Regions from separate parts of the Zea mays genome. Here region 2 is linked to region 1. Evidence: chromatin contacts called from public Hi-C data. All regions are on one chromosome and are shown on one strand. The core of a region is the stretch at or near the end of the contact, and the rest is flanking DNA. Distances in the headings are between cores, read along the strand shown.

Region 1 (5,260 bases), core at 1,280-3,779:
AGACAGCTCAAGTAATGACATGATAGCTAGAAATATGTCATACTGTTAGGCAAATTTTGCTGCAGGACATCCGACTTCAATGGAATTGGCCAATCCACACCGCCAATGTTGAAATATGCCTAGTACCCTTATGAATGAGTGTATATTTGCCATAACACATCGCACCGATTATTAGAGTTCAAGGTGGGGGAATGTCTTTTCTACCCTTTTCTTCAACCTCTGGTTGTTCACCGATCATCCGGTCTCTTCTCCGTCGAGCATCCCTCATAGCTAGAATCACTGTTTCTCCAGGAACGCGACAAACAGATCACACAGTGTGCCCCCATCTCAGGCATGTGCTTGCGCCGTTGCAGACTCGTGGCTCACCTCCTCGCCCCGGCCCTCACCCACTCGGTGACACTAGACAGGAGCTCCACATCGCCCTGCCTTGGACTACTGGTGTCGGCCACCCATGTTCCCTACTCGCCAACTCAAGCCCGTCTCGTCGGACAACAGTGCCACCATGCACCGAGCCACCGACTGTCCTCACACCTCCCTCCACGTGCCACCGCCACAGGCTAAGCCATGGCCTGCCTCCAGATCTGGACCCTCCATGAGCGGCACGAGCACCTCCACCATGCTGGGTCTGCCAAGGTGGCCCAACTCACCCGCCAACACCAGTGTTGGACACCGACCGCCACCTGGCCCGGCGACAGCTCACACGCCATCTCCTCCCACAGCGTAGGGAAGAAGCCCTGCTGAGGCCAGTAGCAGCAAGCAGAATTCCAAGGCGCTCCACCTCGGCGGTAGTCTCCAATGCGCTCCGCCTCGCCATGCCAACAACAGAAGCTGGCGTCCAAGGTGGCTGAGGCGCCCCGCCAGGGGGGGCATGGGGTGTTACAACCGGTGTCCTCCGATGAGCAAGAGGAAGAGGATGAGAGCAAAAGTGTTATTTCCCTTGCCTCTCTCTCCAAAACCCAATGGAAATCATATTTTATGGGGGTGGTGTCTTACAGCAAACAAACCCGGTTTCATAATGGTACTTGGCCAATACTGGAGTTGGTGGTGTGCCATAGCCAATTCCATGTTTTCCGAGTGTCCCACAGCAAATCTGCCTATTAGTTAAAACAATTAAATTGACATTATCAGGTATACAAGTTCCACAACCGCAATTCATCTTCCTCTGTCTCCCATCTGTCCCACACTCCCACTCTCACATAGAGATAATGGCCTAAACCATTCTAGGCAGCAAAGAACCTAGACAAAATGCTTATGCAATCAGCAAAGTGGTGCTATTCTGCCTTTTGAAACAAAAGACAGAGATTGTATAGGCAAACCTGATATTATAGCAGACGGTATCAAATGCCCTCGCTTTCTCAAATTCTGTTTTTCCTACTCACCTATGTCAAGAAAAGCTATAACTTTTATGCAAAGTTTTCGAGTTCGGAACTCCAGGCAATATCAGCCTAATATTATCCATAATTATACATTAGAGTCCTGTCCTCATTCAATAGCCTTTGGTCCCTTTACCTGAAATTTATCATCATTTTATTTAGTATTAATGACAGACAAAGTGTTGTTGACAAAAAATTGCAGACTTAAATTAGAATTAGTCAGCATTTAGTTCAATGCTATTATCAATTTTAGGAGCTGAAAGTACGAGAGCATTTGGTCGTGCCGTTTTGACAATGCTGGACACAGAGCAAAAGGCCCGAAGCCTCCCGCCCAACTTAAAACTAAGTAATAATAACTGTGATTCTACAGCTAGAACTGAATGTGCAGTTTTAAGCCATCCACACACACCTGCGTCTGCCACGGTTCTCCTCCTGAAACCGGTCATCGTGCATGTAGAAGGCGCCGGAAGTGGGCACCGCAAACGGCTCCTGCTCCTTCTCTCCCCCCTCGCCCTTGGCCTCCCCCTCCGTCAACCCCTCCTCCATAGCCACGCCATCCTCTCCGCGCGAGACCTGGCTGCCGCCGCCGTCGTCCATGGGAAGTGCCACGCGCCCTTCGTACTCCTCCTCGAACCCCTCTCCCATGTCTTCCTCGTCGTAGTACTCCTTATCCTCCTCGTCCACCTCGTCGTCGTACGCCTCGGGGGCCCCTTGTCCGTCGTCGTCCTGGTCAGGGCCCATCCGCGCCGTGGGCCTCCCGTCCTCGGACCCCTCGTCGTCACTGGCCTCTCGGCGCCGCATCGTAGGAAGCGCCTCATCGTCGGGGTCGCTCACGTACTCCTCATCCTCCACCTCACCCGCTGCCCCATCCGACACCGCAGCGGCGTCCGGCTCCAGCGTGAGGGGCGCCGCGGGGCTCTTCTCGACCGGGGCGTCCTCGGCAGGGTCAGCGGGGGCAGCGGCGGGTGACGCCTGTTCCAGCTGTGTGTCGGGGGCCGGCGGGTCGGCCATGGCCAAGCAACCTAGATTTGGGAGCGGCGCGTTGCGATGTGTCGAGATTTTTCCCCTTTTTTCTCATGCACTGCTGTTTTGGTTTTGAGAGAGTTCGAATCGACGGCTAGAGGAGGGGCGGGGAAGCTGGGGACAGCGAGGGACCAGTGGAACGGAACGGGATGGAAAGGTCACCAAACCGATTGGCTAATCCGCTTAGCCGGCCGTTTAAGGCTATCTACACGAGCTTATTCATTCTCATATTTATATTCAAACTTAACTCTCTAAACAATACAATATAAAATAGGGTTTTAATTAACCATATGGATAGATTGCTGGACACGGTATAACAGGTAATCGGTGTTAGCCGGTAACGACAGTACACCGGTTTTGGATTTTGAATTTGGAAAAAATGTAAATTTAAAAACTTTTGATGCCAATTTTCGTATAAATACTATGAATTATTCGAAGACTTTCTTCTGAAATCAAATTTCAAAATACACAACGGATTTCAAACTAAAAATCATGAAAGTTTTCAGATTACCAATGCTACATGCAATATAGGTTTATTGGCGTAGACAAGGGGGCTAGCAGGGACCGCGGCCCCATAACAAAAAGAAAAAGCTTATAGTTGTATATCTATGGCTGAAAAGGAGTTAGTTTATAATAAACTAAAATTTATTATGTACTTAGTGCATATATGATTTAATTGTTATGGCTAATGACTATTGTATACTGTATATACACATATATTCTATAGCATTACAACTATAGTTATTATTTGGTTGATGCAATAGAGCCATTATTTGAGTTATTCGTTACACTGACCAAGAAAGGAAGGGAACACTTAGTACGGTTTTCAATGTTCGTGTCATGAATCACTACTAACTATATCTTCCACAACTGCTGCATGTATTTAAACTGTTAAATTTTGTTATTGGAGTTATGATAACAATTGGACCATCTTTTGTTCAAATTTTGGGACCTCAATATGCTTTATTTGTCAAAAAGCAAGTGGTTCGGTTTCTGTAAATAAGCTGACAGTTTATCAGGTTAGAAGCCGATTAATTTGTCTTATCGGTCTATTAATCGGTCTTGAGTCATTTGAATTCAAAAACTGTTTCATTTTGAATTCGGTCGGTTTCTAGTAGTTTCTACTAATTTATTACGATGAATCGGATATCGGCCTCGATCGGTTTTTTCCTAGACATCCGGTTTGGTGAACCTTGGGGAGTGGATAACGAGGCATGGGGCAGAGTTGAGGCGGACAGGGTCATGGATCGGGTACTTTTTAGGGCACGAAACGGATATGAAAGTTGTCGTCGATGGAGTACAAGTACAGGTTCGGTTGGTGGGCAAGAAAACTATCTTTATCGTCCGTGCGTTGCGGCGGTACACCAATTATATTTGATTATATAGGGTAAAACAGTTTGATAGACCCTCCCTGTAAAAAATTTAAAGTAGACCCCATAAAAGAATAAATTAAAGTGAACATATGACCCATATACCATATATTAAACTAGATATTGCACTTTATCTTAGCCAAAAGGCTAAGAAAGGTACAAGTTCAAAACAATCCATTTTATAGCTCGCTCGATCGCTTATCCTCCCTCCGCTCGGTCATTTCCCTATCACATCCCTCACGCTTCTTGGTTGGGATGTGGTTAGTGAACTCGATTAGCAGTAGTATGTTAATTATGCAATGTGTCATGTGGTGCAGCTATCTAAATATTTGGCATATATTGACCACAGCTAGGCAGCTCCAAGGTAGAATGCAAAGCCAATACTCTGGGACCTTTCCTGACCAGCAGTGTCTGGCATCTACCAAGACATGTTGTTAAACACCACAAACCAGTAGACAATACCTTTGGCATTTTTCTTCAAGTGATATTAATCTGAATCTACATAGATTTCTTATGTGCACAACAAAGATGATGAAGATGGTGCTTAATAAAGAATCATGAAAATATAATGGATATCTTGAAGGTTTGAAATGATTTGAACACGATCGCTTGTTAATTAAGCAAAGACCAAGATTATGGTCAAGTATAAAAAGAGTCATCTGTCTCAAATGCCCTATGCTAATCGAAACAACATCATGCCACTATAAGCAACAACATCTGATTTAGGTTTGGCTATATGAATATGTTTACTAAACTCAGTTAACGCACTACTGAATGTGGTTTGGCTCATGTTATGCCTATTTGAATCAATTTACTTGAACTCTATCAGCAGTGAGTTTGTTTTTCATAGACTTTGAAGACAATGGATCAATATGTGAGTTAGTAGTAGCAATGATTCAAGTCGTCCGACTTATCGCGATTAATCGTGATCAGTCGGGATGGTCGGTAATTAGTACATGATTTGATGGATGACTCGACTAGAAAACCTAGTCGTCCTGGTCGTCCGACTAATCGTCGACTAGGGCGACTAGTCGTCCGACTTATGTGTGAAAGGGAAATGAGCCTTTGGGCCATTCCTAAGTATTTTGGTGATTGAGTGCAAACACAAGTGCTTAAATGTGAAAATGTGCCCATGGTTGAACAAAGTGCAAATCACAAGTAAAGGTATGTTTCTAAGCCTTAGTACATTGGTTTTTGTGTACTAATATCTTGTCTAAGTATTAGAAACAGGAAGAAGAAGAAAAGAAAAGAAGTGGAGAGTGGTTGTGTACAGCCAAAGGCTGTTTCGGGTTGGGGCACCGGACTGTCCGGTGTGCACCGGACAGTGTCCGGTGCGCCAGACCAGCGCGGAGCAAACCAGCCGCTCTCGGGTTTTTCTCCGGCGACTTCGGCTAAAATTCACCGGACTGTCCGGTGTGCACCGGACTGTCCGGTGAGCCAACGGTCGGCCGGGCCAACGGTCGGCCGCGCGATCGGCGCGCGACACGTGGCCGA
Region 2 (5,266 bases), core at 244-2,743, 190 kb before region 1:
AGGGGAAACACACCGGCGGTCGAAACCCCCCTCAAAGAGACTGCGCAGGAAGTCATCATAATAAGGCAGACACTAGGGGACGGCGTCGCCAGCATCCCTTGGACGGGCAGGGAGGTTGGAACGGGCAACCCGGTTAACTCATTGGTGGACGCTCCATCCACCACAGAAAGATCAGAGGTTGAAAGAGTCGGAGGCCCTCCCCTCATCGCGACCACGTCCTTATGGAGTTGCACGACACATACACACTAACCAAAGCAAGGAAGTTAGGAATGCCGAAACCTTGTCATTCTTGAACATGATGCTCTTAACATTCATCATTTCATTAGTGTGAAAAGTATGTTAAAATTTTGGAATCCACTGAATTACTTGCATTCAAGAAGTGTGTTGTATTGTGCACTAACATTTTTTCGAATAATTTATGTGCCGTTGTAACACATGCACATTTTATCCGGATCGTATGAAATGTGTCAATTGTGCAACAGTTACCATGATAGATGATACTACAGGAGTACTATCTATTTTACGTTTTTTGCTTTGTATCTTGTGATTTTTGGTACTTATTAGAAACGTGATCTTAGTACAATCAGATTGGTGCGTTTTGAATTTACAGTAGTTATGGACTTATGGAGGGGGTTCCTAATATTTTGTATTATTTATTTATTATTGATATATGTACACTACAATGTTCTTAATATGAAATTTCATACTTGAACTGGATGTTCGTCGAACTACAGTGGCTTACAAATCTTAGGATGTTCATACTTGAACTAGATGTTAATTGAACTACATTGGCTTACAAATCTTAGGATGCAAATCTAATAAACAATAACATAGGGCCCGTTTGTTTTCCTTCATTTTGAGGAATTAGAATCTAACTAATGTAGTAGGTTATTTATTTAGAATGTGACATTACATAACTTTCCAAAGTGTATATATAAGACTATCTCAAATTTATGGAGTAAGAGATAGAAATTGATTCTATATATTTACATGCTACTTTTCTAATATACAATTTATAATGTACTCTTCTACTTGCTTCTTTATAACACAAATGTAGTGTATAACTATCTCTCTCTCATATGATTTAGGATAATATACAAATATAATACATAGACAAATATATTAACTTAATTATTTTTGTCTAAATTATAATTATTAGAATGTATTTTAATTCCAACGAAACAAACATGACGTCTTAATGGACTTTCCCACAATTAGAAAGCTTTATAAATAATTTATAGTTTAAAACATGTTTAAATAACTATCTTATTGTGACTAAAGTTTAATCAATTTTAATCTCTAAATTACCAAACATGGTAACTAATGGAGATTTCTCATATATAAATTCTAGTGACTAAAGTTTATTGACTAAAATTTAGTAGTATGACTAAAGTAACCAAACACCTTCTTAAACACGATGACATACAAATCCATCTCCAAATCCATCTCTTGTGAGTTCTGAACCAAAACTACAAAATGAATTGACGATATTACCCTCGACCCTCGAGGTCTCGAGTCTTGACCAACCCATACGCACCCACCCTCCGCCGCCGTTTTTCTCTCCCCATCTCGCCCGCCGTTTTCGTCCTTATCGATCTCCTCGCACCTCGTGGCGGCACCTCTCCCCTTCGATCCACCAAGGTGAGCTTCCGATTCTCCACCATAAACTCTGACCTCTTCCCGCCAGATCCGTAGTCTCCCCACCCCGTGCGTCCAGATCTGGTTCCTTTCGATTTGACTCGGTTTTCCCTTCCTGTTCGGGGTGCCGTAGGGTTTAGGATCGGCGGCGATGGCGGCGAGGCTGGCACAGCTGCGCGCTCAGGCGGTGCAGGCGGCGGAGTTCGCCTCGAAGCACGGCGGCTCCTACTACAAGGAGCTCATGGAGAAGAACAAGCAGTACGTCGTGCAGCCCCCCACCATCGAGAAATGCCAGGAGCTCTCCAAGCAGCTCTTCTACACCCGCCTCGCAAGGTGAAACCAACTGTGGCTTTTGTTGTTGTGTCTCGTTGCGATTAGTCAATTGGGTTCTCTTGCCTGAAGTGCTGCACGATCTGTTCGTTCGTGCGTTTAACGGGGCTTTTTTCGGGCTTGTTCAGGTCGCTTGTTAGACGGGTATAGTGTTGTGCAGTTTTTTTTCCTAATTAACTGTATGTATGTATGATATGACTTGGTTATGGCCAGTATCAGCGATGAGGATAGCCAAGCTGACTGCCTGATTCTGTGAGCGGATTAAGATTGTTAGGAAGATAATGTGGTTATTTTCCCGTGGTGTAACTGAGCATTTGTAGGTAGCACAGCATATCTACGCTTTTCACTTTTGAGGGCAGTCTTCGTGGCTTTACTGTTTATGACTTAATATGTGTGTTTATCATGTGGTTTGTTGTGATAGCAAATGTGACAAATCTCCCATCTATTTTTAATGTTTTTGTTCATTATATCATGATGCTATACCTTTATGCAATGGAATGTTCTATCTCCTCTTTCAATGTTATACTTGCCAGTTCCTGAATTTAAGTTTGGTTTGGTGGATTAAACACAATTTTGAAGTTTCATAGCGAAATAAACTTATACTTCAATGCTTGCACTGAGATCCATCTTATGTGGAGACAGATAGGTGCATAGAACACAATGCATGGCTGTTAGGGAAAACCATGAAGGTTTGATCAATTAGCACCCTGGTGTAGAGTCCCTTGCGGTGTTGATGTGTCATGACACTACTGCAAGAAGAATTTGCTGTATGGTTCTAGAAATGAATCTTTGTAATATCACCGTGGCCAAAAACTATGCATGCATGGAAGAGTAGGTTTAGCTTTGCATATAAACACTGATAACTGCATTGGTTATTGGGAAATGTGATTGCTTCTTGTTTATTTTGGATGTCAGTTGATTGACAGCGGAAAATGCTGTGCACATGTATATATCTGGTTTATAAAAGTTTATGCATAACATCTTTAGCATCAAGTGTTGTCAATTTTTTCTTTGATCAGAGTGTGTAAGATTTGCTGGGTGCAGCATGCAGGTGTATCCGTATCTGGATTTTGTCTTCCTCTTTACTCCCTTATATCTAAGTAATTTGCATATGTGATAGGATGACTGAATGCACTTGACCCGGTATTGATCTTGTATTTCCTTTGTATTTGCTAGTTAGCTGCGCTTGGAATTTAACAATGCTAAAAAACATTTTAGTACAGTGTCAAGCACAGTGTTTGAGGGCCTGTAGTTTGTCTTCAAATGTTTCAAGTCAATGTGGTACTTCGAAGTAGCACAATGATGGAAATGTTTATTAACATAAGGCGAAAATATTTCCTCTCAGGGCCCTGGTGCTAACTAATACTCCCTATGTTTCCAAATTGTAAGTCATTTTGGCTTTTCTAGGTTCATAGTTTTTACTATGTATCTAGTCATTGTGTATATCTAGAAGCACAGCAAAAACTATGGACCTAAAGAAAAGACAAAATGACTTGGAACGGAGGGGAGTAGCTTGGATGTATATTGAAGTTGATGATAATAAATAGAAATGTCAACAAAATTTGAAATCTCAAGGAGCTGCAATTTGAACATCATTTGTCTAAATACAAATGACTTGTTGAAACTTGATAATGGCATTAGGAACAACAATTAGTCCGTCATTATTTGCCCCTGCTCTTGGTAGACGCAATATGTAACTTGTGCAATTAGGGAGTTACTTTTCATGGTTTTAACCATTGCTGTGTTTGTTCAGCCTACCAGGTCGGTATGAGTCATTCTGGAAGGAGCTTGATGGTGTCAAGCAGGTATGGAAGAACAGGAAGGACCTCAAGGTTGAGGACCTTGGGATTGCGACTTTATTTGGAGTTGAGCTTTATGCATGGTTCTGCGTAGGCGAGATTGTTGGCAGAGGTTTCACCTTAACCGGCTATAAGGTCTAGTTGATTTCCAGTGATTTAAGACCTGCTTTATAAATCGACACTTTAGCTGATGCTTGTCGAAACGACGATGATACCTGCCTTCCTTCACAATTTTGTTTCTTGTAAGAGTCTACCTAGTGCTGAATGCCAGCAAAGACGGGCACATGGTTGCAACATTGCCTCAATAATTTGCCCGCGCAATTCTTGATTTTGATGCATGTAATTCTTTGTCAGTTGCATGTGCTGCAGTCCCTGCGTGCAGACTCATTTCGTGTCTTTCGTTCTGCCCACAAAATAAATTCTTTCTGCGTTACATATGATCGTTTTGGATGAACTGAACAACCAATTGCTGAGTGTGTGAACGGATGAAACATTATGCTCCATTTTGATGTCGATATTGGAGGGGGCATGAAATTGAATTGGGTTCAATACCAAATCAGTCATGGTATTAAAATGAAATAATTTTAATTCTATTGTTTCGATATCGCTGAATTAGAGTTTGAAATTTGCGGTTTAATTCTATGCAATACAGCTCACCTCTCGGTATTGGAAGAGGGAGTTTCTAGTTATAATTTAAATTCAATAAATTGAGTCTTTGATTCTAAATCTTAATTCTATCTATAACTAAACAACAGAATTTAGGAAACCTAATTCTAATTATCAATTCTTTGCTTTAATATCGACATCCAAACGGTCTATTAGATTAATCGATTCTGTCAAATTAGGCAACTTGTCTTTGTAATTTTATCCTTTATCGATTACTGGCGGTGCAGTAAGATATCGTTGAAATTAGATTAATCGATTCTGTCGAATTAGGCAACTTGTCTTTGTAATTTTATCCTTTATCGATTACTGGCGGTGCAGTAAGATATCGTTGAAATAATTCTGTCTTTAGAGTCCGTTCGTTTTCTCTCCGATCCATATGGATTAGAGGGAATTGGATGAGTTTCAATCCATATCAAGTCAAAATCTTTACTTATTTTTTTTCTAATCTCATCTAATTCATATGATATAAGAATAACTAACAAAGTCTTAGGCAGCCTTCAGAGTATTAGTTTTGAACAAGTATATTGGATTATTCCAGGTTGTTTTACAATGAACAAGGAACCTGTGTTCATCTTTATTCTGAAATAGTGAGTACATACGTTACCCCATCTACTTGAGAGGGGAGTTAATGAGCTATGCGGGGACAAGAACATGGCTAAAAGAACGTTGCTCCGTGCTAGCAAGCGAAACTCTAGAAAGCTTCAGTTGTAGAGCAGGACGATGAGGGTGGTGAAGCTGCTGCTGGCGAGCACGAGCATCCACGCCCTACTGCTCCTTGTGTGCTCCTCCGCGTCGGGTTCCTCCCTGCCCTTGCCGGCGAAGAGGCAGAACAC

Evidence for each region. A called contact is a pair of places that touch in the nucleus more often than the background predicts.
Region 2: a Hi-C map of leaf shows a contact between it and region 1, with 4 times the contacts expected there. The contact joins the promoter of LOC100285174 here to the promoter of LOC100191432 in region 1. A contact is called at or near these places in 4 of 25 Hi-C or Micro-C datasets (bundle sheath, leaf and tassel).

Annotation. Positions count from the first base shown.
Region 1 is chr8:144,918,265-144,923,524 of Zm-B73-REFERENCE-NAM-5.0, reverse strand. It overlaps LOC100191432, which reads right to left and starts at 2,529. Exons shown (of 12, transcript NM_001367165.1): 1 at 1,783-2,529. The coding sequence starts at 2,384.
Region 2 is chr8:145,104,289-145,109,554 of Zm-B73-REFERENCE-NAM-5.0, reverse strand. It overlaps LOC100285174 (hydrogen-transporting ATP synthase, rotational mechanism), which reads left to right and starts at 1,493. Exons shown (of 3, transcript NM_001291793.1): 1 at 1,493-1,641; 2 at 1,772-1,971; 3 at 3,722-4,198. The coding sequence starts at 1,790. The coding sequence ends at 3,908. LOC100280680 (membrane protein-like) reads right to left here. Exons shown (of 4, transcript NM_001153599.1): 4 at 4,973-5,266. The coding sequence ends at 5,135.